6 separate regions of the Mus musculus genome follow, and regions 2, 3, 4, 5 and 6 are each linked to region 1. A link is a contact called in public HiChIP or PLAC-seq and promoter capture Hi-C data. All regions are on one chromosome and are shown on one strand. Each heading gives the region's core, a stretch centred on a gene start, on an enhancer-like site or on the middle of the called end of the contact. The rest is flanking DNA. Distances are from core to core; before and after follow the strand shown.

Region 1 (5,169 bases), core at 744-3,243:
GGAGCCTGAAACAGGAGGAATTTGTGTTCAAGACCAGCCTGGGCTGAACACCAAGAGACTAAGACCCTGCTTCAGAAAGCCAAGACACTCAACACTCGAAGATAAGTAAAGTCTCCCCTTCAGAAATGGCCAGGAGGTGCCCACTTCTGTGACAAGGGCCACTGGACAAGAATATATGTTATATACTCCTAAGGCTCGCCTCACAGGAATGAACACAGTCAGGATTCATACCACCAGCATGCTGTGGTGCAGCTATGAGTTCTGTGTGTGTTTCTAGTTTGATTTTGTTTGAGTCTCCAGATTTTCTTTTTCCCTCTCACATGAAAATTTCCCTTTAAATACAGGGTTCCCAAGAGAAATTCGGGCCCCCCAGGGTTCAGTATTTGCAGCACCCAATTTGCAGGTCCTCACCCTTCCAGGAGGAGATAAACAATGAGCTAATTACATTTTTATCTTTCTAATTACCCAAGGATTTGTGTGAAGGAGAGAAGCAGGGGGTAAGCAAGGCTGGGGCACCAGAGGTTTTTGCATCCCCCTTGGTTTGCTAAACTCAAGGTTGCTGCCTGAATTTAGAGGGGAAGAAAGAGAAGTTGCGCTTTCTAAACTTCTTTCCTCTTCCAGATCTGCAACACGACTGGAAGATAAGCTGAGCAAAGAGGATTTCTTGTTGATGGTTTTGTTTTTAGAGAAAAAAATTACAAACTTATGAAAATAAATCCCTCCGTCTTACGTTTGGGGTTGTTTGTTTGTTGTTGTAGTTTGAGCGAGTGGTTTTCCAAGGGAGCAGTGTCTGTCTCGGATGTTAACAGTTTTGGAACAGGACACCGCACTCTCTCTGAAGAGATAGACGTCCTTTTATTTAAAACCTAAGCTTTGCTTTCTTTCAGGTATGGAAAACGCCAGACTGGAGCTTAGGAAGAGCAGCTCCAGGTCTCCCCTCGCCCCCCCCAACCCCCCCCCCCCCACGGCCGAGGCTCACCAGCCATCAGGGAGTACCTGGAGCGGGAGAAGCGCCAAGCGATGCCTGGGCCTCCCAGAAGCTTTAGGGATCGGGTCTGCACACCTTGCGGGTTGCGGTGCGCGGCTCCTGAGCTTTCCCCCTCTACAGCCCTGGGCCAGTGCGGATGGGCGCGGGGGTTCGCGGGCGTGGGAAGGCATACCCTTACCTTGGGGCTTAGAGGCTTCCGTGGTATTGGGCGGGGTCATGGCGATGCAGACGTCGCCCTCGGGGAACTTGTCACATTTGAGCATCTCGGGCCAGTAGAAGCCGAAGAACTGCATGACCGGCTCGCACGAGTCGCGCACGGCCTCGCAGAGCCAGCGACACGGGTAGATGGGCCGGTCCAGACAGACGGGCGCGAAGAGCGAACAGAGGAAGACCTGGGTGCCCATGTGGCAGTTCTTGTTGAGCAGCGGCACCCAGCTGCTGGCCTGCTGCTTCACCTCTGCCATGGTCTCGTGCTCCAGCAGGTTGGGCAGCACCATCTTCTTGTAGCCCACGTTGTGGCACAGCCTCAGGTCCACCGGGATGTCCACGCACTGCGGGGGCTTGGTGTAGAAGCGCCCGCTCTGATACGAGCCGATGTCGGACTGGAAGCTCACGTAGTCGTACTCGCTGGCCGAACCCGCGGCCAGCAGAGCGGCGGCCAACGCCAGCAGCACTCCCGAGGCGGCCCCGCCGCGACCCCGCGCGCTGCGCCCGACGCCCATGTTGCTCGGCGACGTCGGGGCTGCCCACGCTGCCTTCACGCGCGCGTCCCGCTGCAAACTTCCCGGAGCCTCCGGGGACAAAGGCGCAGTGCCGGGCCCCGTCCGGCTCGGCGGCTGCGCGCTGCTCCCCGGGTCTCCGATCGATGGGGTCCTCCGCTGCAGCAGGTCGCCGCGGCGGGGCTGGCGCGGGGCGGGGAGCGCGCGGGGCCGAGTGCTGTCCCGGCTCGCAGAGGCGCGGCGGGCTGCGGGCTGCTGCACCTACTTGCGACGCTGCAGCTCGAATGCGCGGTGTGCGGGTGGCCGAGCCCTGGATCTCCCCGCGCGCAGCCAATCAGCTCCGCGCTGCCGGGAGCCGCTCTCCACACCGCGTCAGTCAGCCGCGCAGTTAACCAATCGCCGCGCCGGCCAGAAGGATCGGTTTACTAGAACTAGACCCAGGTCAACACCCCTTAAAAAGCAAAACCAAAAACTAAGCAAGTACTTTCGAAGGAGGCAAAAGCAAAAGGGAGAGAGTAGTTAGAAGTGCGGGGTGGGTGGAGTCGGAGTTGGACGCTGTAATTAGAGTGAGTCGGTTTGTTTAAAAAAAAAAAAAAGGACTCTTCATAATACTTGCAAATTGATGCAGTTGTGAAGACTTTTTTCTACTTCTTTTCCTAGTTCCAAGGAACAACGCAACAGACCAGCAGCCCTTCGCTCCACGGTTTTAATCTTAGCTGCTTCCCAGCTGCTCGGATGGGCAGGCTGAATTTAGGGAGCTCTTTTAAATTCCCGGGGAGTCTGGGCTTTTGCAAAGACTAAGAGAAGGTGGTGTTTGTGGCTGTGTTCCAGGTGACCGAAGGTAGAACGGGAAAGGGGCTCACTGCGGAGAAGAGCACTGATCATGTGGGTATTAGCTCCCAAGGACAGTTGACGTTTTTAAACGATGTTTTTAAGACCCTACTCAAGTCTCAGCTCTGCAGACAACACATATGTGCACAAACTTACACACACACACACACACACACACACACACACACACAGACGCGTTTGTGGATTAGAAAGCCAAAGCACTAAAAATACCAGCAGTACTGGGTGGGTGGATACCAACTCAAGATACACATGCTAATTCAGAGGTCAAAAACCAAAGGTGTGTCACCCCCTCCCGCATAAGGCAGAAGCCAGGCAAGAAAGAATAACTAAGTCGTCCTCTAGCCTCCCCCACCCCTGACCACACACACCCACTACTCACTTCCTGGGAATTGCTTGAGTGTTCCAAATACTCCCCTTACATTCAGAGAGCTAGGGGTGGGATCTAGAGTAGAGAGGAGACCGCACAAGCAGCCGGAGAAGTTCTCTGGATCACCTCATTCTGTGTTCTTCATAGTGGGTGGAGGGGCAGCAGAGGATGCAGTGTGTTGCGGTACTGGGTGGCAAATGGGTCGCCACTCCTAGTTGCAAAGCCCAACACAGTGGGAGATGCCGCTGGCCCAGGCGGCTGGTTTATAAAGCTCTGGGGAGTCTTGCTTTCCACTCAATAGACCCAATTTCTCCTTTCCGAGTAAAAGCTCCGGAACTTGCAAAGATGCGGGGATCCCTTCTTAAAGCAATCATACACACGCTGATGCTGTGACTCTACTGCGGGAAGCAGCTGCAGCAGGCGGTCAACATGCCTGTCCTTCCTAGGCTGATGAAAGATGCCCAAACCAAACAGGCACATTTGGGTAAGGGAGAAAGTCCATGCGGAGCAAGACTGTGGATGGCCAAGGGTTAATCAAGAAACAGCCCGCAGTGCTCTCCTCCCCGAGGAGCTAAGGAATCACATTCTTCAGCCAGCACAGAGGGCAGGAGACTAGGCAACTGTGTCTCAATTCAGTGGCAGTCAGGGCTGGAACTGCTTGCTAGAGGGTCCTGGTACTCTCCCCAGACCAGATCCTCTTTCTGAGTTCAAATTCTTTCCAAGTTCGCGTCTTCACTGGAAATATTCATGTTGGTAGATAAACAGCCTTTGCCCTCTACTTTAACGTAGTCTCAAGATTTAACCCACTCACCCCTCACTCACCTGTGTACAGTTCTCCCAAATAGAAGGATGTGGGTCTATCCTCTGTTACCCTGCTGGGAATGAGTGCAAGTGAATCCACCTCTGGTGGCTTTGGAGGTCTTCATCAATCCATTCTAGGAAGAACTAACCTATGTCCAGTCAGCATTGTTGACTTAGATGTCGTAGTCGTCGTCGTCGTCCCCCCCCCCCCCCCGTGGTCACAACTATGCTTTGCCCTCTGGGGCTAAGCTATGGGCACAGCTATCATGTTGGGTAAGGAATGTTAGTAGTTGTGTATTTCTGACTCCTAAGGTCCAGCTGGGAAGGGAGGCCTCTGAGTCTTGATCCCACTGATGGATGTCCATCGCATTGAGATGGAGAATGTCCCTGTAGACCACACTACAGCACAGTGTCAGCCAAGGCAGTCTGCGCCTACTCCCTAGTTTTCAGGTCAGCAGATCTCTCATACTTTAAACTCTAATCTCCCCTTCTCTGATAGTATATGCCCGGGAGAAAATTCTAGAACAAAGGGTGTTTAAAATGCTGTTGTCCTAGAGCCGCTCCCAGAAGCCTTGGCTTCAGAGTTTCGGAACTGTGGACCAGGAGAATGCCCTGGCTTCTTCCAGCCCTAACAGTTTAGGTGAGCAGGAACAGAGTATAGCTTTGTACCCTGCCTTTCATTTCTCACCTTGGGAAAGCTCTGGGTTTTCCCACACAGTGAGGTGCCCATACATGAAAATTGGAAAGGACTTTTCCATTGCTTCACCACGGCTTAAGGGGACATCCACTGGTCTTGAAGTTGACAGGAGATCGGGATCACGGAGAAGCCTCCCAGTGCCTTCCACACAGAGAACTTAAAACTAGGAGAGGAGGGTGCTCCCTGGGCTGTGGCTCATCTTCCATTCCATTAACTTTTATCCTCTCTGGAAATGTGAGCCTTTAAGTTGGGAAACATATTATATGGCCTCAGTCATGCCCCCAACATGCACACCCCGTATCTCTGGACAATAGCCTGTTGCCATACAAAACTATACATGTTCATTCAGCTGCTTGTGACCAGCCGCTCTGCTACTTATAAAGCACAGGGTGTGAACACTCAGTCTGCCTAGTGGCACCAGAACACAGAAAGCAAAGACAGACAGATCCCTATAAGGTTGAGGCCAGCCAGGACTACACAGTGAAACCCTGCTCCCCCCCAAAAAAATATTGAATTATCACTATCCAGGATGATATGAGGTACACTTCCAATCATATATGAATGCCTTTACACAGTACTCACTGTGAGATACCATGAAACACGGGACTATGTCCTGAGACAGACTTCCCTAGTCTACCTTTGAGTGAGTGAGTAACTTTGAATCTCCTGACTCCTTTACCAACTGACTTGTCCCTCGGTGTATGTAGGAAAGTCTGGAAATAATCTTAAAGGTTTAGTCAAGCCT
Region 2 (5,169 bases), core at 1,784-4,283, 1.6 Mb before region 1:
ACAGAGAAAGCAGAGCCACTCAGTCTCCCTCGTACCTTATCATTGCTTTCCCACTGTTTCCCTTGTCTCAGCAGCGTGAGACTGGAGAACAGGAGTGTTCATTTCTCACAGCCTCTGAGTGTTACCAGTCCTTGAGGACCCTGGCTGAGGCAGAGTTTGAATCTTGTGTCGATACATTCAGCTTTTAATTAAAATAGTCACAACTAAGTTACCGTTATGGAATGCCAGTCAGACTTTTACCAATTACCTAGAGGGCAAAATTTCAGTGTATTTAAAATATCTCTTTACTTTAAGAGCTGTCCTCTTGGTTGTGGTGTTACAAAGCCTATTCGTTTGTGTCTGAGGTGGCAAAAATGTTTTCTCACAACTCAACCCTGCATTATAATATAGTGTCGAGTCTACAGTGCTAAGGTGGTAACATAAATTCCTTAAGTATGAGCTGGGCCCAGTGATGCAGACCTGTATCTTAGTGCTAGGCACAGTGATGCAGACCTGTATCTTAGTGCTAGGCACAGTGATACAGACCTGTATCTTAGTGCTAGGCACAGTGATGCAGACCTGTATCTTAGTGCTAGGCACAGTGATGCAGACCTGTATCTTAGTGCTAGGCACAGTGATGCAGACCTGTATCTTAGTGCTAGGCACAGTGATGCAGACCTGTATCTTAGTGCTAGGCACAGTGATGCAGACCTGTATCTTAGTGCTAGGCACAGTGATGCAGACCTGTATCTTAGCGCTAGGCACAGTGATGCAGACCTGTATCTTAGCGCTAGGCACAGTGATGCAGACCTGTATCTTAGCGCTAGGCACAGTGATGCAGACCTGTATCTTAGTGCTAGGCACAGTGATGCAGACCTGTATCTTAGTGCTAGGCACAGTGATGCAGACCTGTATCTTAGTGCTAGGCACAGTGATGCAGACCTGTATCTTAGTGCTAGGCCCAGTGATGCAGACCTGTATCTTAGTGCTAGGCACAGTGATGCAGACCTGTATCTTAGTGCTAGGCACAGTGATGCAGACCTGTATCTTAGTGCTAGGCACAGTGATGCAGACCTGTATCTTAGTGCTAGGCACAGTGATGCAGACCTGTATCTTAGCGCTAGAAGGCTCAAGCAAGAGGAACCTGGTTTTAAGGCTAGCTTGGGCTGTAGTGAGACCTTTTCACAGACAGACAGACAAACAACCAACCTACCAGCACAACAAAACTCAAACCAAACCAAACCAAACCAAACCAAACCAAACTTCATTGGGTTTTGAGAGACCAAGTTAGATGCACTCACTTTAAGGCTATACTACTGGCTTCTCTGGAATGTTTTATCCTCAAATAAAATCATAACTGACAGACTCTAGCTACTTCCAACGGATATGGTGCAGGCCGGCTGTCACCTGCATGAGGAACTTGCTCCAAGTGCGTGTGTAACCAAGAAAGGCCAGTTCAGCACCAGCTTTACAAAGTGCATGGCTTTGCTGTTGTTGCTGCTGCTCTGTTAAGAAAAGCCTTGCTTTGAAAGTACAGTCGATGTCTTGGCTTTAATTTGTTAGTTTCAACAGTCAAAGGAAGCAATACAGGTTGGTCTTTGCACTTGGGTGGCTTGGGCACAGGCATGGTTGGTTCCTGAGGAAAGCAAATGTGCTCTTCAGCCGTTAAAACCTTTGTCATGTTTCCAGCGACAGTTATACGGATGAAGTTGTAAAAAAAAAAAAAAAAAATCAAGTCTGTCTGTATGCCCTTCTGTAATTCTTTAACAGCACCCGGCCATGCTTCCCACGAAGGTGCCTGTACAAAGAACAAAATCCTCACCTTGAGACAACCATAACCAAGCTCCTGGGAGGCAGTTGCATTTCCAACGTGATCCACTGGGGCATCACAGTCTACGAACTCGTCGGGTCTGCAAATCAGTAAGATTTTTCATCAGTGCCTTTTGCCGATTGCTTCTGTGTCCGCACGCAATGCTATTTTCGTTCCTCTTTTAATATCTGTTCCTCCTTCTGTACTGGGAACTGGATACGCTAGAGGTGCTATCTACCTTTGAGCTACATTTCCAGCCCTTGAATTTTCTTTCTTTCTTTTTTTTTTAAATTTGAGACAAGTTACCCAGGCTGGCTGGTTGGCCTTGAACTCATCCTGTAACCAAGGCAGCAGAAAGGGTGCAGGAAGTGGAAGGGTTCTGTAGCCTACATTACTCCTTCCCAGTATCTACCACTAACACACAGTTTAATTGCTTTCTGTGGCAGGGCAATTGAGAGGCACCAGTCCCGGAATCACCTCCCCGAGGTGGAAGCAGCCTTCCGCTCCCACAACCAACAGCTATCCCTGGCCCGATCCCCCTCTAGGTCCGCCCGCCACGTCCCGGCAGCTTACAGGTAAGAGCAAAGGATGACTGGCGAGTTGGGGTCGCTGTATTCCCAGCTTGAGGCCGCGGGACCCTCGAGGTGAGCGGCGCCCGAGGGTGTGAGATCCAGTTCGGCCGTAGCATTAAACGAGTGGCTCCGAGAAACACAGTGCAGCAGCAGCAGGTTCCCCAATAGCAGGGCCGCCTGGCCGCACAGCAATAGGTAACTCACAGGGCAGCCGCCCAGCACCATCTTCCCGGGGGCCGGTCCTAGAGACCTGGCCTAAAAACAAAGCCAGGCCGCCACGGCCCACCGGAGCCCGGCGCTGTCAGGCCTCTCTCTACGTCGGGTACGCAACCCTCCGTTCCACAGCCAACCCGTGCGCAGCTCGACGCTCCGCCTGCCACTACGGCCAATCAGAAACGGCCAGGGGAAAGGTGTGGCCTGGCTTCGCTCCGCCCTCCAGTAGACCCTTCACTGCTGCACGGAGCGGAGGGAGGGTGGAGCTTCCCTTAGCCCCGCCCTCCAGCCCCTCCTACCTTCTCTAGTCTCCGCTGAGCGGGCGGAGGGGCGGAACAGCCGGGCGCGAACTGGAGCGGCGGCGGCGGCGGCCGCCGGTGGGTTGGCCAGACTGTATTTTCCCTACGTCAGCCTCTGGCCGCGGGATCGGGAAAGGGGCGGGGTTTTTGGGGGGGGGGGGGTTGCTGCGTCAGTGCCGCGCGCGTGCTCGCCGAGGGCGAGCGCCCCGCCAGCCCGGGGGCCCCCGCGGGGTTGCAAGGATGACCGAAGGGGCGGAGGCGGCGGCCGCGCGTTGAGCGGAACCTGCCGAAGCCCTCGCTATGGGGCCGCGCGCGCTCTCGCCCCTTGCCTCTCTGCGACTAAGGTGGCTGCTGGCGTGTGGCTTGCTGGGCCCAGTCCTCGAGGCCGGGCGACCAGGTGGGTGCCGGACGGGAACCGTGCTGTGGGGAGTGAGTGCTGGGTGGTGAGGGCTGCGAGGCGGACCCTGGGCTCCGGCTCCCCTGTCAGCGCTGACCCGGAGCCCGGTGGCCGGCGGCCGGCTGCACTGTGGCGGTGCGCTCGCTACTCCCGGGCTGCAGCGAGTGCTTTGCGGGTGGAGTGGCTGTCACCAGCTCTGGGCTGGGAGATGGAACTTTTGCTTCAGTCTATCAGGATTTGGGGTTTGACGTTCGCCGTCTTGGACGACTCAGCAGTAGGTCCACAGGGATCCCGATGGAGAAGAGGGCGGGTTTTCCTTGGGCCGTTTTTTTTTTTTTTTTTTTTTTTTTTTTTGTTAGTAAGGATACTTAAAATAATAAAATCAACGAAACGCTACGTTTCTAGAGCCTGTAGTTCAATCTATCTAAATCTGGACAAAGAATCTCTGCTCTGTTTAACCCAGGGGATTATCGGAAAGAATTAAATTACTGTTCGCCAGCACATCTGAATTGTGAAACTTCCCGTAAATATGTAAGATATTTATATTGTGGATGATGAAACTGAATGGGAACACACTAGGTTCTTTTTTTCCTGGAAATAAGTTATTTATTTCATCCTTTGTATTAAATTAGTGTTTGCATGGCTTAGTTATCTCTTTGAGCTCCGGGAACACTATGGACAATAGAAGGCTTTACAAAATTGTTGCCTTCAAAGGTGATGAGTGTAGATTTGAGTTCAGGACCGCTGACCTTCACGAAACTAATTACAGCTTCTTGTCTTTGGCTTTCTCCTTTTTAATTAAGTTAGCGTCCTCCTGGAGTTTATAAATACTGACAAATTTTCAATGGGATGCTTCCAGGACGTGTCTGATGAAACGTGCTGTTCTAGTTAACAATATCGCTATGAAAGGAACTGAAATTTTAATAATCTCTAACTTCTTGTGTTTGCCAGCAAAAACCAGATTATATTTTTAGTACATGTATATGTTTGTTGTTACACATGGGCATAAAAATGAATGGAATATCCTTGTGTTCTTCAGTTGCTGCTGCAATGGGCCAGCTGCTCACATAGGCATGAGTATTCGCTTTGGAAATCTATCCAGCCTTCATCAGGAAGGAAACCCATTCCTGATGCTTTTGGAGGATCTAAAGGGTGACCATGTGGACTAAGATATAGGAGAGATGCTGAAGGGTTTTTTTTTTTTTGTTTGTTTGTTTTTGTTTTTTGTTTTTTGGTGTTGTGTGTGTGTGTGTGTGTGTGTGTGGTTTTTTTTTTTCCTTTTTTGAAAGTGTGATTTTTGAACTGAGCTAAAAGGGTGAGAGAATTTCAACTTAAAAAGAGTGGAGGGATCCATTATAAACATAAGGAGCTTTATTTTTACCCCCTCCAAGAGTAAGTGGTTATAAAAGAAAACAACTTGTTGGAAAAGGGTGAGAGTGTTAATGTGTGGTTAGGTAGCTTGTGGAAAGAGATCCTGGGAGGGAAAGCCAGGTGGACTGGCACCACGGATGAGACCTGTGCTAAGCTAGGGAGTCACAGTCACCCTGTAGGTTGGTTTGGGGCATGAAGATTTCTAAGGAGTGTGACCATCAGAGTGTTGGTTAATAGGTTAATACACTATGGGGGTTGGACTCTAGGAGAGTGGAGAGAGCGAGGCGGAGCCAGGTTTTGAGGTGTTGGCGGTGGGGCTGTGAGTCAACTCAAATTTCCTGAAGTGAATGATCTTCCAAAATCAGCTGAGTTTTTGGAATACAGGATGTTTAAAGCATGAACTGGGACATCCTCCCATTAGCCATGTTGGGAGCTAAGCTGGTGTGAGGAGGATTTTAAACTGTTGTTTATAGTATTGTGTCCAGAATAAGTACAGAATAATTTCTGAGTAGTGGATTCAAATGATTA
Region 3 (5,169 bases), core at 965-3,464, 1.2 Mb before region 1:
AGAACTTCTTTCCCGTGTTTAGAAAGAGCACATTTTTCACTTGTCTTTGTTGTGTTAGAATCTTTGCTTTCTAGTAGAAAAGACAGGACCCCATGTACATGCCTTGCCCTATGTCATCCTTTGAGGATACAATAAAACTTTACGGCCCCACTTTTCACTTGGTTCCAAATCAATCAGCCCCATCTGTCACTCAGTTTACAAAGGCTTGACTCATTGCACCCTCTCTGCTGGGTTATTTTTGGTTTCGATTTTCCCTGCCATTGTTTTTTATAAGGAGCACATATTCTTGGAAACCTGACTGTTCAAAGAAAAGCCATCATAAACTAACAATGTCAGAGCTGCTCTAGACCTGTTCCAGAGCCATGGTTCATTAATTTGCTTCAAGAGCTAATGGTCTGTTTGATAAGCCTGCACATTGTCTTTTAATGTGCTATACGATTTTTTTAACCCTTTCTGGTCATCAAAAGGGATGATGTGGTTTCTGGTTTGGTTCGGTATTTCACAAGAACAAGTCATGGCTCTACAGAGCGAGACACTTTCTTTTATATATATATAAAAATATATATATTTTATTACGTATTTTCCTCAATTACATTTCCAATGCTATCCCAACAGTCCCCCACACCCTCCCCCCCACTCCCCTACCCACCCATTACCACTTTTTGGCCCTGGCGTTCCCCTGTACTGGGGCATATAAAGTTTGCCTGTCCAATGGGCCTCTCTTTCCAGTGATGGCTGACTAGGCCATCTTTTGATACATATGCAGCTAAAGTCAAGAGCTCCGGGGTACTGGTTAGTTCATAATGTTGTTGCACCTACAGGGTTGCAGATCTCTTTAGCTCCTTGGATACTTTCTCTAGCTCATCCATTGGGAGCCCTGTGATCCATCCAATAGCTGACTGTGAGCATCCACTTATGTGTTTGCTAGGCCCCGGCCTAGTCTCACAAGAGACAGCTATATCAGGGTCCTTTCAGCAAATGCTTGCTAGTGTATGCAATGGTGTCATCGTTTGGAGACTAATTATGGGATGGATCCCTGGATATGGCAGTCTCTAGATGGTCCATCCTTTTGTCTCACCTCCAAACTTTGTCTCTGTAACTCCTTTTATGGGTGATTGTTTCCAATTCTAAGAAGGGGCAAAGTGTCCACACTTTGGTCTTCGTTCTTCTTCAGTTTCATGTGTTTTACAAATTGGCGAGGCACTTTCTTAAAATTAATTAATTAATTAATTAATTAATTAAAAACCCATACAAAACAAAACAACAACAAACCCAAAATCCATTTCATCAAAGTGGACATAAACTTAGGAGTTCTCTGTACACCTTTACCAGAGTCTCAATTTTGTATTGCAAGGAATGTTTTTAGTTATTTGACGCTGCTCTTTACTTTTGAACACATTAGAGAATCTCCAGGTGGGCAGGGCTGAGAGCTTGTCAGGAGTCGGTCCCTGGCAGCCAGATAGAGTAGGAAAGGTGGACCACCTTCCAAGATATGGCTTACAAATCATGTGAAGAAGTGAACCCTCCATTAGCCTTAGCACAGACAAGAACCTAGGGAAGAAAACTAGGGGGAAGGGTCTGGTGATGATCCCCCTCTGTGCTACTTCTGAGGCTGACTCTCCTGTGTGTCCCAGGTTGTGTTTCAGAGCTGGAGAGACAAAACACTGACATTTAAAACAGGACATAAGTTCCCTCGTGTGAAAGCCAATAACGGACAGCTATTGCTAGTTCGGCTGTCTTTATTTTAAACCCAAACTCTGAACGTTTTCTAAAGCAAAATGCATTCTCCTGGTCACCTGTCCTCATGGTTCTTGTCATGTGAGTTGGGCACTTTGTGGCTTGAACACCCAATCCTCCTGCTGGGGTAACAGGTGGCCACCCAAACCACTGATGGGGTGGTTTCCAGGGCCGAGGCCTGAGTGTGCACTCGGTCACCATAATTGGCACTGGGAAGCTGAGGCCATCAGAGCCAACAGTTGATGTCCTTATGGGATAAATCTGATAAGAAACACAAATGTTTAGTTTCTTCATATGACGAAGAGAGATCCTTTGTGGTTTGGTTGTTTATCAAATTGCAAATACATAAAACAGAAAATGAAACTGTCCCAGGTGGAAGCCACTTCTCCCCGAGTATTACGTGTCAGCTGTGGGGTTTGGCTAAACCCTATAAGAGATGCTGGGACATTCCTTCAGTGGCCAAGTGGGGGGTCAGTGGAGTAGACAGCAATGGCACTCAGTAAAATATCTCCTACAGAAGGTTCTAGAAGGATCCTTGAAGACCACCACATAGATGAAGATGTGGGCTTTGCTCTACCACATCCACTGGTAAGAAAAGTGAAAATCTGCTTTGTCCTCATTATTTATCTCGACAGATGAATTTCTAAGTAAGCAGCTCTGTCTCAGGTTCTCTTAAGCGAATGAGTGATGTCAAATTCAGAGCCCACTTACAAAAAGGGAGCCTGGCTGCTCTTCAGTGTTTCTTCTTCTTCTTCTTCCTCAAAATCCAGCCCTTACTTTCTTAACCTGGAAATGTGAAGTGGTGAGGGAAGGGGCACATGAGAAGTCTTTTTAGTTTCGTGAAGGAAACGGGCTCATAGAAGGGAAGCCAGTTTGTCACAATGACTTTTCCAGCACGGTGTCCTGAAACAGCAACATTCAAATGCCCAGAGCCATAGAAACATTTCTCTTCTGAACCTTATCAAATGGATCGATCTGTGCTCCTCACTGATTTCAGTATATGAGATGATAGATCAAGCAACTTTTGTTTCATACTAATAATGCTTGTGGTTTGCCAAGCATAATCCAAAGGAAGGTATGAACAACCTTGATTGTGCTTTTGTGCAAGTTTTGGAATCCAAGTGCGGTGCATGTGGGGGAAATGCCTCGTGTCTCAACCAGGTACAGTGGGAAACAACTATAGTTCCATCACCCAGGAGTCAGAGGCAGGGGCATAGCCTCAAATTCAAGGCCAGACAGTCTTAAATAAAACAAAAGCTGAGAACGCACTGAACAAACAAAAATTATGTCATTAAATTGGACTGCAAAAACGCCACGCATACCAATTTATCATTCACATCTTCATTATCAACACTTACGGAAAATAGCAAAGAAGCAAAATACTCGTTTAGAGGTGCCCCATGCTCACCTAGTCTCACTAAGACCCGAACAGAGTAAGTAGTCAGTCGCACGTTTTGAGCTCGGGTGACTCTAGGACCCAGACGCAAAGAGCCATGGAGCCAGGAAGGCACAGATCTAGGGGCAGTGGGCTAGAGACTGGGATCAGATATGGAAAACCAAGGCAGTTCCCGGGAAGGCGAGGCACGGGTACACTGCAGAATTAAGGGTAGCAGCGAGCCTGTATCAGCTCGCCCAGCCGGGAGCGATCTGAAGCATGCACCCCGCAGTGCTCACGAGGAGCATCCTGCGCAGCTCCCATCCAATCCAGTGGCTTGCTGCTTGGGGCGGGACTACAGTTTAGCATGCAGCCTCAGGCTCTCCCGTCTTTGGGCACCAAGCCTGATATCCTTGCTACAAGTGTCCTGGCGCCTGCATCTTTGGGTGCCCTGGCGTGCCTGGTTTTGAGGTTTTCGTGTATCCGGTCACGAATGTGGAACTGACCACCTCAGGGTTTAGCGCTGCAGTTCTCAACCTTCTTAATGCTGAAACCTTTTCTAAAGTTCCTCATGTTGTGATGACCCCGGACGGTAAAATTATTTTCGTTGCTACGTCACAACTGTAATTTTGCTACTGTTTTGAATTGTAATGTAAGTATCTGTGTTTTCCGATGGTCTTAGGTAGTCCCAAAAAGAATGCAGCCTCAAAGGGGTCACGACCCACAGGTTGAGAAACACTGCTCTAACAGGAAGCAGCCCTAGGGGTGGGACATTAGGACAGCACTGGGTGTGGTTCCAAGTTCTGGAGTTCATCTGGGGACATTGCCTGCATCTATGTAGTATTTATTTGTGTCATGTGATAGTAAATATGAGATTCAGGAGATACCTTTATTTGGATTTCTTTTTCATTTGGGGTGGGGCTGAAGTTACGTATGGTAGAGGAAGTAGACACCACCTATATAGCAGTCCCCTCCGGCATCAATAGCTTCGCTTTTTTCTTTCTTTCTTTCTTTCTTTCTTTCTTTCTTTCTTTCTTTCTTTCTTTCTTTCTTTTTTTTTTTTTGGTTTTGGTTTTTCGAGACAGGGTTTCTCTGTATAGTCCTGGCTGTCCTGGAACTCACTCCGTAGACCAGGTAGACCAGGCTGGCCTCGAACTCAGAAATCCTCCTGCCTCTGCCTCCCAAGTGCTGGGGTTAAAGGCGTGTGCCACCACTGCCCGGCACTCCCTCCTGCAGCACCCTAGGTCCTAGACCCATGCTCCCAGTATTGGGGTGCCTATGTTCACGCAACTTGTACCTTACTTAAAATCCCCAAAGCACATGCACACTATGTGTCAGAGGAGCCCAAGACCCATTGAGTGTCTCTTTTACGTGACAAGGTGACCATTCTCTAATATATACACATACATATACATATCTGTTAAAGTTGCTAAGATTTATGGTAAGAATAAGTCTGTCTAAAATTGTGATAGGGAAAAAATGGCTACAAGTTAGAAAGATGGCTCAGTCAGTGTTATGCATGTAAGAGAATATTAATCCAATACCAAGAAGTCACATTTTAAAAAGCCAAAGCCAGGATTAGGTCGTGTACACTCAAAATACCAGTGGATCCTTAGGATTTGCTGGCCAACCAGGCTAACCTCATGGGTGGGCTCCAGAGCAGTGAGAGTCCTAGTCTCAAAAGTAAGGTGAGGGACATGTCTAAAGTTGTCCTCTGGCCTACACACAGGTGTACATGCATATACACACATACTCATACACTCACACACATACACACATGAACAAACATCCACACACATGCACACATGTGTACATACCCATAAACACACACACACACATGCACACCCACACACACATACACATTCACATGCATGTATATACATACACTCACACACATACACACATGAACAAACATCCACACACATGCATACATGTGCGTGCACCCACAAACATGCACACACATGTGCACACACACACATACACAGAATCTATCCTAGTTCTGCTGTTCTACCTCAAACTGCACAAGTTATAGCAACACCCCTTAAAGCTACCGTTAG
Region 4 (5,169 bases), core at 1,236-3,735, 1.1 Mb before region 1:
AGTTCTTGTCTGTGGAGACAGGGCTAGCCTTCCAAAGGTCAAAGCTGTTTGCACAAGACCCTCTTAGCACAAGTTGCCTCTGCCACCAATGTAGGAAACAGGAAGACACTGGTTCCTTTAAAGTTTCTGTCCACGTACAGCTAGAATTAGTTTTGGTTATTTGTAAGAAGAGCAGTAAAGATTCAATACGATTTTAATGGCCAAACAACAAAACCATTAAAGCAGTCAACCTATGGGCCACGAAGGTGCTCAGCGGCGCTGGTCTGCCTTGACCCCTGGGCTGGCCTCTGAGAGGGACACAACGTTCTCAGCTTTCCCGGTGTGAAGTGAAGGCAGAGAGTCCAAATCGAGGCCCAAAGGAGTCTTCTCCGGTTCATTTGACAATCGTCATTCATTTTTTCCAAATAAGTATTAAATTAAAGATCCTCCAGAAAGAAAAGGGGGTGGGAGGGAGGGAGGGAGAAAGAAAAGAGCAAGGAAGCATGGGAGGAAGGAGAAGGAAGAAAGAAGAAGGAAAAACAAAAAGGGGGTAGGATTTCAACATTATAGTCCAGATCTGACTCAATTTTTAGATCTGAGATACAACGCTCAGTACCTGCTAGTCAATTATTGCTCCCAGACAACGAGCCCCGTGCCGAGCCTTGTGCGGAGGAGGAGGAGGAGGAGGTCGGTCCTGACTCTACCCCTGCACAGATGTTGTATTTACTTTGCTAATGGAGGAGACGCTTGTCTCTTGCTCTGCTCATTTAACAGTAAAGATAATAAAGAAGTCGGGCTTTACGGCTTTCTGAGAGCAATTGCTGCTTAGTGCCTGCAGCTTAGCATCTGCTTCTTAGGAACATTAAAAACTGCTTTCTTGAGTGTAAGCATCATCAAAAAAAAAATAAATGAATTTTTTTTGCAAAGTCATTTGCTTTATAAACTCACAAATCTTTGGGGCCGTGGGCTTTCGTGGCAGCTGCAGAGCCAGCACGCCAACCCTATTCCACGTTACCTTTAGTCGCTCACATGGCTTTATCCCTCTTACAGACAGGTACCTGCGGGTAATATGTGCTCTGTGAGGTAGCTTGTTTAGAGCCCGTGTCACCTCTCTTCCCCCTGGGCTGGAATCCTCTCTCTGGGCTACCCTGCTTTGTAACTGTGAAGTGTGTGTAGACTTTACATGCCAACATCCCTGTACACTCTGACCCCAAGCCTAACCAACATTAGAGATGGGGACAGCTTTTGATTGTGTCAGGAATCTTGCACCAAAGACTTTCCCTTAGAGCCAACGAGGCACACAGCCTTTTCTAGCAAAATGACTCCAAAATTACTTATTAATTATATACATACTTGTTACTTTATCATCCATTGATATGATTTCTCTCATACAAATACTTTTTTTTAAGTCTCATCTGTCAACTAACACAGACAGTAGTCATTAATAGTGTGACTAATCAAACATACAAATAAAATACATCCACACGTGCCTGCTGGCATTTCAGTTACTTAAACACAGAGGGAAAAAAAGAAAGATGTAAATCACCACAGTCACAATGTGAACGATGAACTTCACTGTGTCTCAGCACAGCACAGAGGGAAAGGCCAGGATCGTCATGCACTGCAGTGGCAGGCTGTTGTCATCTCCCTCTGGGGACAATTCATGGGGCACTGCTGGGTACCACAAGTCACTGCTGTCAACACCAATGCTTGGCTGCAAAGGGTGACAAGGATCCATGCATGTGGATAATATATATAATATTCACTAGTCACTTTTAACCCACAGTTTGAGCCTGTAGACTCTTTCTTTAACCCTTTGCTGGGAAAAAACTTAGGGCATTAGCCTACCGACAAAAGAAAGACCCAACAAGCTGGCTCGGACACCCTGATTGTCTGGGGAGCCCAGGTTACCCCACAGCCAGCAGTGTCTAGATTGTGCTCTGGAGTGTGGGAGATTGGAATTCTTAGCTAGACTGGTGTCAAGCTCCTGGGGTTTAGAGTCCACTTCCTGGGTTCTTTTCTGACTGTGCAGTTGGTACTGATCCAGCGAGCGTGGGGGCAGGGTCAATGGGGCAGCCCCTGCATGCAACAGAATAGAGATGAGTGCAGAGGACACTGAGGCAGGGGCGGACCGCATCTGTGTCTCCTGCTCATCTCTGAGTCCTAGGAAGACTGACTGAGCTCAACTCCCAGTATATGATCTGAGAATTTTGATTTAAATGTGGACTTGGGTCATGGTGGATGTCATATGACTTACTGGAATAATTTTCTATGCTGCTGCTTTGTAACTGTGCAGAATTTATATGCCAACATCCCTTTGCACTCTGACCCCAACTCTAACCCTAATGGCTTTTGATTGCTTAGTTTTTGCTTGCAGATCTGGCTATTGACCACAAGAGGGCAGTAGCAACCTACAAATCTTTACGGCACGCTCAAAGGCGCGGATTCTGTGTTTGCTTGTCTCAGGCGGAAATATGCATATTTTTGGAAGTCTTTCTTTTCTCCACAGGGGCCCTGGGAAGACCTTGAGAAGTTATTTCACCCCAGGTGATGCCTTCAGCCAGAACCACATTAAATCAGCACAGATGGCTCTCTCTGGGCTCAAGAGCAAACGGCAGTTTATTTGTAAAAGCTGAAGTTAATAATGATAATGATGTACAATAGATATGATAAAGGAAAACCCTGATAGATTTATTTTAACAGGAGAGACGCTCTCCTTGTCTCCACGATCAGTGTTATCTGTCCAGGAAGCTTAAATGGAGACAAATTAGGAATTCAGCAACAGGAGCAAGCTTTGGGGAGATCACACGGAAGGTCAGGTACACGGGAGAAGCCACATGGCTGCCAGGCTTAGAGAGCAATTAGTTGGGGTTCTGTCTTAAAAAATACAGGAGAAAAAAAGGCAGATAGCACCATGGAAATGAAGTATCTTTCTCTTGCTTTCCCTTATCCCAGCCGTGTTTCCCTTGGTGGGACATGTGCCCTCCTACTATGGAAAACTCAGTGTGTGCCAAGCCTTTCCCCCTAAGAGTGTCCTGAACCCCACTGCAGCTCAGGATGGGTCCAAAGCATTGATTGATCAAGGCAATAATCAATTGATCAGGGCAACAATCAATTGGTCTCCCTGATTGTTCATTACCACAAAGCCCAACCTTCTCATAAAATACCAAGTACACATAAAAGAATATAAACTGCACGTGCACATGTGTGTGTGTGTGTGTGTGTGTGTGTGTGTGTGTGTGTGTGTGTGTGAGGAAACCAGTAAAATAGCTTGTCCAGACTACACACTGTTGCCGCCGTACTGCCACAGGGCCAAAGTCGACTTCAGATTCGTGTCTGCAGGTGGACCGTGTAAAGCCCACTGGACACATTCACACCAGCCTCCCTGTCTGTGACACCCACCACGCTCTGAGTCCCGGTTCCTCCGCTGAACATAGTTGGAGCCCTGGGAGTGTGGGGAGCAGGGGAGCAGCTTCAGGCCGTCAGGATGGAGACACAGCAGGATACGCTGTCTGTCACAAACCCCTATCAGCTTATGTGTGCAGAGTGTAGTGTAACTGGTTGCTGTGTTGTTATGGTTGCTAGGGATTGTTACTCACTGTTAAGGGCCTGGAAGGAAAGCTTCCTTCTTAATCATAAGGCATTATAGAGTGGAGAAGGCCCTGTGTTTCCACACTCCCAAGGCTGTCAGCAAGAAAGGCTGCAGTCTGGGATCCTACGGTCTGGGAAGGCAGAGCTGATTGCCTTCTCTCTCTCTCTCTCTCTCTCTCTCTCTCTCTCTCTCTCAGTCTCTCTCTCAGTGTTTTTCTGACACTAATTTCTGCCCTGGCCACCCCGGAAGGCTGTTCCACCCTATGTCATGTTCCAGATTATATCAATTATGTATGTGAGTGTATGTGGGGGCGCATGCATGCCAGTGAGTGTGCTCTCCCGTAGGTGCTTGTGGAGGCCAGAGGCCAGTCTCAGACATCACTCCTGAGGATCGTCCACCTTTCTTTCTCTCTCTCTCTTTCTCTCTCTCTCTCTCTCTCTCTCTCTCTCTCTCTCTCTCTTTCTTTCTTTCTTTCTTTCTTTCTTTCAGCAGGGTCTCATCTGGAGCTCAGCAATTAGGCCAGGCAGGCCAGCCAGTGATTTCTGCTGTTCCTGCCTTTCTGGTACCAGCTTTACAAGTGTATCCCATCATACCTGTTTATTTACATTTATTTTGTGGTATAGGTGTATGTGTGCGTGCGTGCGTGTGTGCGTGCGTGCGTGCGTGCGTGCGTGTGTGTGTGCGTGTGCATGCATACCTGTGCATGTGCCTGTGCGTGTGTGTGTGTGTGTGTGTGTGTGTATGTTCATGTGAGTGTGAAGGCTAGGTTTTCCTTGAGTGTCTTCTTCAATTACTTTCCACTTTCATTTTTGAGACAGGGTCTCTCATGGAACATAGTTCTGCTAGGCTGGCTGGCCATGTACTCTGGGGATACACCTCTACCCTCCAGCCTCCCCTGCCCCCGTCACCTTATAACCAGGTGCCCCATTCCCAGGTGCAGCATTGCACCAGCTGCACCAGGACGCCTGGCCTATCACGTGGTGCTGGGATCTGAACTTGGCTTCTCTCTTGGTGAGACGGGTGCTCTCCCGACAGAGCCATCTCTCTCTATCCCAACCCTTCTACTTTTAGAATCTAACCCAAATCATCTGCTTGGGTATAAGAACTGCAGACTCTGGGGTACAGCTCAGCCATGGGGACCCCACTTCCATTCTCAGCACTGGCAAAATGTAGAGCATACCAAAGCAACCCTTCTGATACCACGGAGCCTGAGGACCAGCACAAGGCTTCCAGAGGTGGAGTCTCGATGCCACTGGCACAGGAGCGACTTCTTTGCGTGAAGACAGAGAGAGTCTTGGTGCCCATCATGACTGGCTAAACTGGGCAGTACAAGCCTAGCATCCACCTCTAAGGTCCTGGTCCTGGGGCTTCTGAGCTCCCAGGCTGGTGGCCTCTCCTCTTTTGGAACAGCATCTGTTTTTGTGGAATGAAAACAGTCCCAGAATAGCAGCCTGCTTCTCTCTCCTGTTCAAAACGACCCAGGGATGTCATTAGCTACTCATGGCGGTTGATGAGTTTGGGGGTGTCTGCTCCTCCTCACGGATCAAGGCTATGGAAGTACTCAATATCTGTTTACTCTCCAGGCAGTGGGGGAAAAT
Region 5 (5,169 bases), core at 1,197-3,696, 1.1 Mb before region 1:
AAAGGGGTGTGGGGTGGGATGGGGATTGAGGTGAGGGGTGCGGGGTGGGAGTCGGGGTGTGGGGTGGGGGTAGGGTTTGGTACGAGGGGTGCCTGGTAGGGGTATGGTTTGGGGTGAGGGGTGCAGGGTGGAGGTAGGTGTGGGGTGGGAGTAGGAGGTAGGGGTAAAGGGTACCAGGTGGAGGGTTGCTTCCCAGAGCAGTGTATTAGTCAGGCTTTTTTACACAGCTTCAATGCAAGACTCAAGAGAATAACTGAAAGGAAGAGTGTCCTATGTTAGCTGGAGCTTTTCAGAGGCTTATGCTATTGTGGTGGGACAGCTCACATGATGACAACTGGAAAGCCAAGTCCAGGGAGTGGAGGAAGGACCTTGAGCAAATGCTGCCTCAGAGCCAGAAGGACACACCCTCTCCTACTGTTCCTCACCTCCCAGTGATGACCTCAGACAAATGGATTCATTAAAGGACTAATCCTTCCAGGATTGATCAGCCAGCAAACAAGCCCCTAGCCCACAAAGCTATAGGTAGCATGTCATATCCTAACCAGGACAGACTCGAATCGTACCTCAGCTGACACACACTTTTAGGTTGTACCTGTACCTGTACCTGTATGTAGAGAACAACTTTCTGTGATCCTGAAGAAAAATTTGCACAAAGGAACAGGGTAAAGTAGACTTTGGGGGGAGGGGTGAGAAATTTCAGCCATGTGGAAACTTCCATGGCCGCGAAGATGGTTGCTACAATGCTCTGAGGAACCTCTGAGGATCCCCTGTCAGCAGAAGGAAACAGGTACAGCCACATGTAGAGAGACATAGGAAAGGTCACTTAGGAAGGAAGAATGGCTAGGCAGGTAATTCTGCAGTAGGAACACCGGACATCGGGCAGCCTCACACCAGACCCCTTCGCCTCAGTGTGGTCTTAAGGCTTCTAGATGTGAACGTCCACAGCTGAAAGCTTTAAGAGCTGCCCGGCCTCCTTCACGGAGGTTTTAGGAGGCCGATGAAGAAGGTGCAGATATTTACGTAAGCCCAAGTGTTGTTATGAACTGTTTTATTTACCCATTCACTGTCATTAAATGCCTTAGTTAAGTCAGGCTTTGTGCCAAGCTGTATAGGAGAGCTGGCGTAGCCCCTTTTCAGCAAGTGGCAGCAACTCTTGAGGGGAATATAAGCAAACAATCGCCATGCAGGCCGGTTTAATGAAGTCTATCAAATGCCGTACAGGAAAGACAGGGCTGTCGAGAAACACACACGGGGCCATTATCTAGACACAGGACAAGAAAAGCTACCCAGAGCGGGTAGTGACAAAGCAGAGTTCTAAAGGATTTTGAAGAACTGCAGAAATATATACGGTGAGCTGTACTATCTTAGGCATCTGCTGAGTATATTGCTCTGGCATTAAGACTCCCACTCCCACCCAGATGGATAAAGAAAATGTTATAGGGACACGGTGGTGTTTTATTCAGCCACAAAGAATGAAATCTTGTCACTCCCATGCAAAATGGATGGGACCAGAGGACGCCGGCGCGTTAAGAAAAGCTAGCCACTTTCAGAGAGACAAATATCAACGTGTTCTCTCTCATATTCGGAAGTTAAAAAAAAATCTCAGCCTAAATATAGCACAGTAGTTAGTAGAGATTGGGAGAGATGGTTAAAAGGAGGTTGGACTTCAGTAGTGCACACTGTCTAACATGTATGCAAATGCCACACTGAATCACGTGAATATAAACAATTGGGATGTGTTGATTAAGTGTAATTTACACCGGCTGGGTGTGATGGAGAACGCCAGTACTCTTAGCACTTGGGAGACTGGGGCAGAAAGATGAAAAGACTAGTGAGCTCAAAGCCGGCTTGGGTTACATAGTGAGGTCCTGTGCAAAACAGCAATTAAAACAAACAAACAAACTTAGAAAACAAACTAAATGAAAATAATGTAATGTGCAATACATGAAAACTTAAGCCCTGTGAAAAATGGGGACTGTTCATTTTCTAGACAACTACTATGCTATTTAGAAATACTTGGGCCTCCAAGGGAATGGCATTGCCCTGTCGACAGGCAATGGCTGACTCTGTGACCTGAGGTCATGGCCTCATCTCAGGGCTGCACAGTTCAAAAAAAAAAAAAAAATGCCTCATAGACTACCCAAGCCTCTCGGCTTTGGATGCAGAGGCAGAGGCCGACCACTGAACTGTGAGATCATCTCCCATCCTTGCCTTTGTGGCTGCTCCATGTGTTCAGCTTCAGCTTTCTTAAACAAACACCCCTCCCCCTCCTGCTCCCACCCCCACCCCCCTCCCTTACCCATCTCTCTGCAGTCTCTTCTCTATTTTACCGGAAATGTAACTGCGCATTCCTCCTCACGTCTTCCATCTTCTGCAGAGTGAGGCGCGATCCCAGCTGCTACTTGTCCTCCAACTTGACTGACAAAACACAAACTGCATTACCTAAGGAGAGCCAGCCCTCCAGCCAGGATGGTTGCCCAGAGGGACGGTGCAATTCCTCTCAGTCTCTGAGGGGAGAAGCCTGGTGAGCGGGCATCGGACCACACAGAGAAGTCACCTCTCAAAACAAAGGCATTTGGCCACTTGACCGTTCAGATTTCAAACTTGGGGGCGGGAAAAAAAAATCAAAATCACACCTTCAGGTATGGGTGACAAGAACGATTCAGGAGTTGACAGGTCCTTAGAGAGTGGCTGGTCTCTCCTCTATGTAGAAAGCTCTCAGGGATGTGGTACCCTTCTTCCAGATGCTTGCATTTGGGAAGTGCCCCTGAGGGACTCAGCTCTGTGATTCTTCACACCGGTGAGTTTTTGGTTTCAGGACAGGTAAATTCTGTGACATGGGTTCTGAAAAGCCCTAAAACCAAGGCTCCTGTACACAAGCGGGGACACATGTCAGCAGAGGCAGTAAATGTCACCTGTCTCCCTCAGTAGTTTCCAGTGGACAAGGGGAGGAGTCTAAAATGAGGTGTAGCCCCTCTAGGGGTGGAATTCCTGGGATCATAGCTTCAGACTCGGACCAAAAGGCAAGTTCAGTCACCTCCCCTCCCCAGGAGGCCCTGACTTCTTTTTGCATCAGGGGTGCACAGGTTGTATCATAGAGGGCTAAACCTTTTTACATCTCTTTGGCATGTAGCATGGCGTGGGGACTTCTGCACCATGATCTAGAGACTAAAGAGTATTAAACATCAAGGGTCAGTGTTGTGTCAGATTGTTCTGCATTAAAAGCCAATCATGTGACCCACAGACCAAACGTTCAGTCACCTTTAGAGGTAGGAAGAAGCTATGACTCTCTCTCTTTCTCTTTCTCTCTCTCTCTTTCTCTCTCCCACTCACTTGTCAGACATGGACAGTAGAAGCTCATGAATCAATCACACACCAACTGCTTAACATGTAAAAGGGTTCGGTACATAAAACAGTATTATTATTATTATTATTATTATTATTATTATTGGAAATAGAATTAATGGAAGACGCATGACATAGAGCAAGACCTTGGCCTGAAAAAAAGAAAACAAAACTAATTCAGTTTTGTTGTGTTCCACACTCTCTAAGAGGTGGAGTCTCAGAATCAGGAAATGATAGTCTTTTCCAGGACTTGTCTCAAGGACAAACTATGGTAGGGGGCCAGCAAGCGCTACCTCCAGGTCACACTGTTTAGAGATTCTTAAGGGTCAGACTGGCTGAGCTAGAGGTGGCATGGGACATAGAGATGCATGCTACTCTGATAAAGAAGCCAGGTAAAGGATATCACAGTGGTCAAAAGAACAACAGCTTGCGTATGGAAATAAATAATGCAGAAATTAACGACAGCTATGGGGTAAATCCAAAACCTATGCTTCTCACAGTACTGACTGGGTTTTGTGTGTCAACTTGACCCAAGATGGAGTTATCACAGAGAAAGGAGCCTCCCTTGAGGAAATGCCTCCGTGAGATCCAGCTGTAAGGCATTTTCTCAATTAGTGATCAAGGGTGGAAGGGCCCCTGTGGGTGATCTCTGGGCTGGCAGTCTTGAGTTCTACAAAAGAGAAAGCTGAGCAAGCCAGGGGAAGGAGCCAGTAAGTAACATCCCTCCTTGGCCTCTGCATCAGCTCCTGCTTCCTGCCCTGCTTGAGTTCCAGTCCTGACTTCCTTTGGTGATGAACAGCAGTATGGAAGTGTAAGCTGAATAAACCCTTTCCTCCCCAACTTGCTTCTTGATCATGATGCTTTGTGCAGGAACAGAAACCCTGACTAAGACACTTACTCTGACATACATATAAATAAATGTACTGCACATGGAAAGTGACGAATACATAGCCACTGGTCAAGACACAGGAAGTTGTTGTCATCGGGAGATGTGGCAGGGGGAGCATGGCTTATATGAGTTTTCATTTGGGGAAGGGGGTTGGGGGATTGGACCCAGGGCCTTGTGCATTAAGTGCTGTTCTAGGTTGTAGTCTTAACCGTCTTTCTGTTTTCCCCAATGCACCGTAAATCTTCACTGCATCTTCAGATTCAGTCTTTTTCACAAAAGCTTGGTCCATTCCAGTGAATTCTCTGTCAAAGGCACGAGACAGCAAATGTGATTCATTTAAGCTCCACTAGCGACTTGACTGAACTTGAAGTGGTCTAAGAGTCATGTCTTAGAGGAGGCCAATGAGGGTGTTTACAAAGAGCTTCACAGGAGGAGAGAAGACCCACTCTGGATCTAGGTGCTACCATCTAATGGCTGAGGACTCTGGGTAAATAGAAAGAGGAAAGATGAGTCTAGACGGGCACTGTCGTTCATCCCTCTCTGCTTCCTGACTGCGGATGAGCAGTTGTCTTACACTGTAGTCACTGTGCCTTCCCTGCCATCATGGACTGCATCCCTTCTCACCGTGTGAGCCGCAACACAGCCTTCCTTCTTTTAGTTAGTTCCTACCCCGTAACCAGTTACAGCACTCAGTGATTGATGTGCTAAGTGTTGGTCAGGCTGTGAAGAAGAGCTGATCCTTGAATGTTCTTGTTTGGAATATGAGTTGGTATAGCCAAGGCAGTGTGGAAGGGTGGCTCACAGTGACCTGGGAAGCAAAGGCTGGGGAGGCTATGACTGTAAAGCGCCTGACTGTCTGCTCTTGGTTATTAGTTGAGCTAGGCTCAGTAAATGCTTCTTGTATGGGAGAAATAAGAAGGGCACAGAAGGACAGA
Region 6 (5,169 bases), core at 1,733-4,232, 1.0 Mb before region 1:
TCATGCATGGTGTGTAAACATGGTCAAAAGCCAAAGACTGTGGATGTTATAGGCTCTAGGTAGAAACCTACTACTCTTTTGCTAAATGGATATGGTGTCAAACTGCCTTCTTGGCATTTATTTTTATGCTCATAGGTTATTGCTAGACTCAGAGAATAAGCTCTCACCAGAGAAGCTTCTGTTTGCAGAGAGTCAAGACTGGGCAAGGCACAGAGAATAAGGACGGTTGCATGCTCCTCTCCAAGTGGGGAATGTGTTTCAGTCTCAAAAGACTCAGAGAGCATCACAGATGCGGAGGAGGGAAAGACACAAGAGCCAGAAAATGGGGATGAGTACTGTCAAATGCTGTCTTCAGGGCATGGCTCAATGGTTGGATTCATTAATTCTCAACAGCTGTGGTCACCTGCAGACGATTAAGCCAGTTAACATTCCATATGGATAGAGGTGAGGATCACGAAGCCCCAGCCCTTCTCTGGGAAGCAAGTGCCAGTAATGAGTTGCTGGGGAGAGAGAGTAATATTCTTCAGTGGTGGGAGTAACTGGTAAATTGTCTGTGCTCTGGTAAAACAAACAGCAAACAAACAAACAAAACAACAAAACCCTGTTCATATTCGTGCATGTGACACTAAATAAACTCAGTGAGTCATTATAAAATAAAAGTAAAACATGAAAAAGTAAAATACAAGACATGGTTAAGAGAGGGCACTTAGTGGGAAGAATAAAGAATTCAGCGAGAGTGGGACATGGGTGTAAGAGGGAACAGGAGAGTGAAAACGACCAAACTATGTTATATCCATGTACAAAATTATCAAAGAATCCAGGGGCTGGAGGCATGGCTCAGTGGTTAAGACCACTGCCTGCTCTTCTGGAGGACCCGGGTTCAATTCCCAGCATCCATGAGGCAGCTCATCACTGTCTATACCTCCTGTTCTAGGGGATCTAATACCATCACAAAGACGCACAAGCAGGTAAAATTGGTAAACACCAAATGCTCATAAAATAAAAACAAATAGGGCTGGAGAGACGGCTCAGTGGTTAAGAGCACTGACTGCTCTTCCAGAGGACCTGAGTTCAATTCCCAGCAACCACATGGTGGCTCACAACCATCTATAAACCATCTATAATGGGATCTGATGCCCTCTTCTGGTGTGTCTGAAGACAGCTACAGTGTATTCATATGCATAAAATAAGTCATTCTTTAAATTTTTTTTTAAATTCAAAAAGTTATTGGGGTGGCCCCAAGAACAATGCCCTGGGTGCTGGGTAGAGAGTGTTGCCAGGGTAGAGAATGCAGGATAAGCGGTCTCAGCTCTGGTGAGAGGACAGAGTTGAACGGGCTCAGCTTGGGAGGAGGTGAATCTTCAGAAAGCATCCCTGCCCGCAAAGGGTAGGAAATAGGCATTGGAAGAAGATGATCTCAGCCAACACCACAGATGCTCACAAGTGCACTAGACCCCCCATTGCTAGAACAGCTAGGATCTTACCAGCTCATATTGAAGGTCTCCCAACTAACTTGCCCCTCCCCTGAGCTATCTGTATCTCCTGGGTGACGGCCACTACAGTCGTCGGTGATGAGGGTGACAGTTGAGCTGGGGCCCTCTGGCTTGGACATCTCCTGGGATTTTGTAGAAGTTCCCTGCCCGTTATGTGCTTGAGCAACTCTGGCGCATACTTATCCACAGTGAACATTTCTTTCAGGTAATAGGAAGACACTGTAATTTCACATAATAGTCATATCTTCAAGTAATAAATTAAAAGTTGAAGATAGCATCATTCTGATTATGCTGAGTGATTCCAAAGTAGCCTTCAAAACAAAAGGTTTTGAAAAATGCAAAAGGTTTTGACATATGCAAAAATGTCTCACTCCTTTCTCCTAGTGAGACATAAACTTTATTAAGGTAAAATAAATGATTTTATTTCTATTTTATTCATTTAATTTAATTCTGAGACAGGGCATTCATTCCTGTGTAGTTCAGTCTGTCCTGCAGCTTGCTAGCCTGCCTCAGCCTTCTAAGACAGATGGGGTTATAGGTGTGTGATTTTCTTGACTATAAGTGAAATAACATTAAAAGTCCATTCTAGTTTCTTGGAGGACCAGAAAGGAGAGTAGAGATTTGAATCATAAAGAGGAATCTCTAGGTCAGAGGAAGGTGACATTTAGCATAGAACAGCTGTACGTATCTGAGTCTTGTGGATAGCAAAAGTAATAGATTAAAAGCGTGTAATGAAGATAGCAGCATTCTGATAATGCTGAGTGACTCCAAAGTAGCCCTCAAAACAAAAGATCAGCTCATTCCTTGTGGGCATTAAGTACCCACAGCACCACCATTAACCTTTGCTCCTTGCTTTTGAATAGTTGTTGCTGTCAATACTTACACAAGCTGGGGAGCTACCATCTGCCGCTATTACTGTTTAAATTGCAGTTCCCAGCAGAAATTACATACAGCACTCAGGTACAGTTTGAGATTTGTGCTTTCGGGCTGAGCCATGTCAGTAAACTTTAGCTCCAGAGTCAGACTTCCTGTCCTCCCAAGCATTTTTTTTTTTCTTCTGACTTCCTCACCCTCACCCTGATAGGGACAGGCAAAAGGCACACAGACCTAGGCTGCCAGGGTCTGGCCCACACTTTAAAACTTTTGTACTAATTGAAACTCTGTTGAGCTTGGCAGAACTCCTTGTTTCAATCGTAGGCAAAGATTTGGAGCCTTTTCTTTTCTCTCTCTCTCCTGATTTCGGCTTCTGGAAGGAAGAGCCAGTTTGTAAGGCACAATGCCGTCTGAGGTGTAAAGAGGCAAGCTTGTAGCCAGCTATCTCTAAACAAGCTTTGAAATGCATTCTAGCATCCGGAGCCAGATCTTTGGCAAGGCAACTGTTAATGTTCTGTGGTTTTTTCCTCCCTGGGATCAATGTGACGTCACCAGTGTAATTTGAGTCCCGAGCTTTGTTCACCCTTTAAATAGCCGTCCTGGGACGATTTTTACAACAGACTCCCCTGGAAGTGCCCAAGCTGAGCCGTGGAAGACCCACATCGATGAAAGCCAAGCCAAGCCATCAAGCCACCAGCATGTCCTCGTCTCTTCGAGTAAGCCCGTCCATCCACGGCTACCACTTCGACACAGCCGCTCGCAAGAAAGCTGTGGGCAACATCTTTGAGAACATAGACCAGGAGTCCCTGCAGAGGCTCTTCAGGAACTCCGGAGACAAGAAGGCAGAGGAGCGGGCCAAGATCATTTTTGCCATCGACCAAGATTTGGAGGAGAAAACTCGAGCCCTCATGGCCCTGAAGAAGAGGACAAAAGACAAGCTTCTTCAGTTTCTCAAACTGCGGAAATATTCCATCAAGGTACACTGAGCACAGCAGGCTGGGCAAGAGCGTATCCACCAATGGACCTTTAAAGACCCAGTGAGCCTGCCAGCTCTGGCACGGGCAGTGTCCCGCGAAAAGGCTTGAGAGCTTCCTCCGACAGGACCCCGAGGATGGAAAGGGACATACATAACTCACCAGCTACACAGACTTGCAACTCATTGCAGCCCTGAGCTGTCCCACTGGGAGCCAAGTGCCTTCAGCAGGCGTTGAGAACTCTCACAGCAGGAAAGGACATAGCCTGAGAGGATGGAGGCACTGACCAGAACACTGCGTTTGTGGGGACTGAGTGCACGCACCCAGGGCCGTTGGCAAGGCCCTAAGACTAAACTCAAACCTAACTTGGTTTTTGTTCTTGTTGTTCGGTTTATTATTTTGTTTTCTTTTTTCTTTTCTTCCTTTTTTCTTTTTTTAAATATTGAAGTGGGGAGGGAGGGAAGAGAAGGAATATGAAGCATAAGTGGTTTACTGAAGTTTTGTGTGTTTTTTTTTTTAAATCTGAATGTTTAAAAATGTGGCTAAATCTCCGTGCTGTTTATTGGTCAAGATTTTTAGAGATCAGTAATTGTCTGCTTGCATTGAATACAATGGCTAAGACAGTGCACCCCCTGCTGTTAAAGTCAAAGAACTGGATGCCTGGCCCAGCCCAGTAAAACCCCACAGCATGGGCTATGTTTCTACAGGATTTGTACACACTTCAAAATGGTTTGCACAAAGCTGAAATAATGGGGCCCTTCATAAATCCGAAGGACTGTGAACAACTTTCGAATGTGCTTTTTAAAACTCTCTGACTAATGCTAAAATCTAATCTAATTAAATGTCCTCCAGACACTGTAGTAAGCATTAGGAAATGAATATGGGGGATTTTAGAAGGATGCTGTGGGTTTTTTAAAATTATTTATTATGCATTGTAAGTGATACATAGCCCTAATAAATTATTATCAACTTAGCTTCTCTTTGCTCTGTGGTGATCCGTCCCCAAGGGAAAAATATAGGATGGTAAATTTTGATCATTGTAAACTTTTCTAGGGGTTGACTCTAAATCTTCCAGAGTAGCTTTATGCTGATTGCCAAACTTTTCCAAAACAAGTTACAGCGCCAAGTGTCTACAGAGCCTTCTCCCCGCCCCCATTTTAAACTTCATGGCATAGAGTTTCCCACAGAGTAATTTGGCAATATTGCTTTTATATATCCATAATCTATCTTCATTTTTCGTGAAATTTCTCCTCTGTCACTACAGCAGATACATACCCATTTATTTCTTCCTAAACGGTATGTTTTGAAGTTCGAGTGAATTATGATGAAGTTTCTGTGGGTCATTATAACATTAATATCTCTCTCCTTATTCCAGTATAATTTATAATAAAGCATTTCTAAAAAGGCATAAGCCAATGCCCACTGTGCTTTCTTAATAGAAAGGCAAAAAAAAGTTTCCAGAAATTCAGCAAAGCTACCAAGTTTTCTCTTTTAAGTTTTTCTTTTTTGTTGTTGTTGTTTGTTTGTTTTTTTGGTTTGGATTTTTGTTTTGTTTTTTATTTTATTTTTGTTTGTTTGTTTGTTTGTTTGTTTTGACAGGGTTTCTCTGTGTAGCCCTGGCTGTCCTGGAACTCACTTTGTAGACCAGGCTGGCCTCAAACTCAGAAATCCACCTGCCTCTGCCTCCCAAGTGCTGGGATTAAAGGCGTGTGCCACCACCGCCTGGCTCCAAGTTTTCTCTTTTAAATGCTGAATATGCTATATCAAAACAAATGAGCTATATGGAACCTTTCAGGAGGGTTAAGCCAGATTTTTATTTTATTTTTCAA

What was found. Promoter capture Hi-C pulls out the DNA fragments that hold promoters and counts their contacts. HiChIP or PLAC-seq counts read pairs in DNA pulled down with a chosen protein or histone mark.
Region 2: a contact with region 1 is called in an H3K4me3 HiChIP or PLAC-seq map of embryonic midbrain, with 8 times the contacts expected there. The contact joins the promoter of Adam9 here to the promoter of Sfrp1 in region 1. A contact is called at or near these places in 1 of 39 promoter capture datasets (neural stem cells) and 3 of 115 datasets of contacts at active chromatin or transcription factors (astrocytes, embryonic midbrain and embryonic stem cells).
Region 3: a promoter capture Hi-C map of hippocampal neurons shows a contact between it and region 1, with 4 times the contacts expected there. The contact joins the promoter of Ido1 here to the promoter of Sfrp1 in region 1. A contact is called at or near these places in 8 of 39 promoter capture datasets (the 3T3-L1 cell line, embryonic stem cells, frontonasal cranial neural crest and 3 more), 1 of 115 datasets of contacts at active chromatin or transcription factors (astrocytes) and 1 of 9 other capture datasets (liver).
Region 4: a contact with region 1 is called in an H3K4me3 HiChIP or PLAC-seq map of forebrain, with 19 times the contacts expected there. The contact joins the enhancer-like site here to the promoter of Sfrp1 in region 1. A contact is called at or near these places in 1 of 39 promoter capture datasets (hippocampal neurons), 1 of 15 datasets of contacts at CTCF or cohesin (pro-B cells), 2 of 484 Hi-C or Micro-C datasets (cortical neurons and embryonic fibroblasts) and 4 of 115 datasets of contacts at active chromatin or transcription factors (astrocytes, embryonic forebrain, forebrain and 1 more).
Region 5: a contact with region 1 is called in an H3K4me3 HiChIP or PLAC-seq map of stem cell-derived neural progenitor cells, with 7 times the contacts expected there. The contact joins the promoter of 9130214F15Rik here to the promoter of Sfrp1 in region 1. A contact is called at or near these places in 2 of 39 promoter capture datasets (hippocampal neurons and liver) and 1 of 115 datasets of contacts at active chromatin or transcription factors (stem cell-derived neural progenitor cells).
Region 6: a promoter capture Hi-C map of embryonic stem cells shows a contact between it and region 1, with 4 times the contacts expected there. The contact joins the promoter of Tcim here to the promoter of Sfrp1 in region 1. A contact is called at or near these places in 15 of 39 promoter capture datasets (the 3T3-L1 cell line, the C10 cell line, the HPC-7 cell line and 9 more), 6 of 115 datasets of contacts at active chromatin or transcription factors (astrocytes, differentiating embryonic stem cells, embryonic forebrain and 2 more) and 1 of 9 other capture datasets (embryonic stem cells).

The regions. Positions count from the first base shown.
Region 1 is chr8:23,408,326-23,413,494 of GRCm38.p6, reverse strand. It overlaps Sfrp1 (secreted frizzled-related protein 1), which reads right to left and starts at 1,993. Exons shown (of 3, transcript NM_013834.3): 1 at 1,167-1,993. The coding sequence starts at 1,710.
Region 2 is chr8:25,014,786-25,019,954 of GRCm38.p6, reverse strand. Adam9 (a disintegrin and metallopeptidase domain 9 (meltrin gamma)) reads left to right here and starts at 3,033. Exons shown (of 22, transcript NM_001270996.1): 1 at 3,033-3,270. The coding sequence starts at 3,174. Tm2d2 (TM2 domain containing 2) reads right to left here and starts at 2,744. Exons shown (of 4, transcript NM_027194.3): 1 at 2,363-2,744; 2 at 1,802-1,889. The coding sequence starts at 2,586.
Region 3 is chr8:24,593,997-24,599,165 of GRCm38.p6, reverse strand. Ido1 (indoleamine 2,3-dioxygenase 1) reads left to right here and starts at 2,214. Exons shown (of 10, transcript NM_008324.2): 1 at 2,214-2,325. The coding sequence starts at 2,227. Gm51565 (a long non-coding RNA gene) reads right to left here and starts at 3,555. Exons shown (of 2, transcript XR_003947523.1): 1 at 3,146-3,555; 2 at 1,722-2,523.
Region 4 is chr8:24,522,502-24,527,670 of GRCm38.p6, reverse strand. No RefSeq gene overlaps it. Among named protein-coding and RNA genes, the nearest start is that of 9130214F15Rik, 22 kb to the right of the region's middle. Within about 2 kb of position 2,485, at least 35 of the 459 cell types and tissues checked have an H3K27ac peak or open chromatin away from gene starts, as enhancers often do. A contact at or near this core is called in cortical neurons and forebrain, where this site is marked.
Region 5 is chr8:24,500,352-24,505,520 of GRCm38.p6, reverse strand. 9130214F15Rik (a long non-coding RNA gene) reads right to left here and starts at 2,446. Exons shown (of 4, transcript XR_378815.4): 1 at 2,331-2,446.
Region 6 is chr8:24,436,759-24,441,927 of GRCm38.p6, reverse strand. Tcim (transcriptional and immune response regulator) reads left to right here and starts at 2,982. Exons shown (of 1, transcript NM_026931.3): 1 at 2,982-4,756. The coding sequence starts at 3,032. The coding sequence ends at 3,352.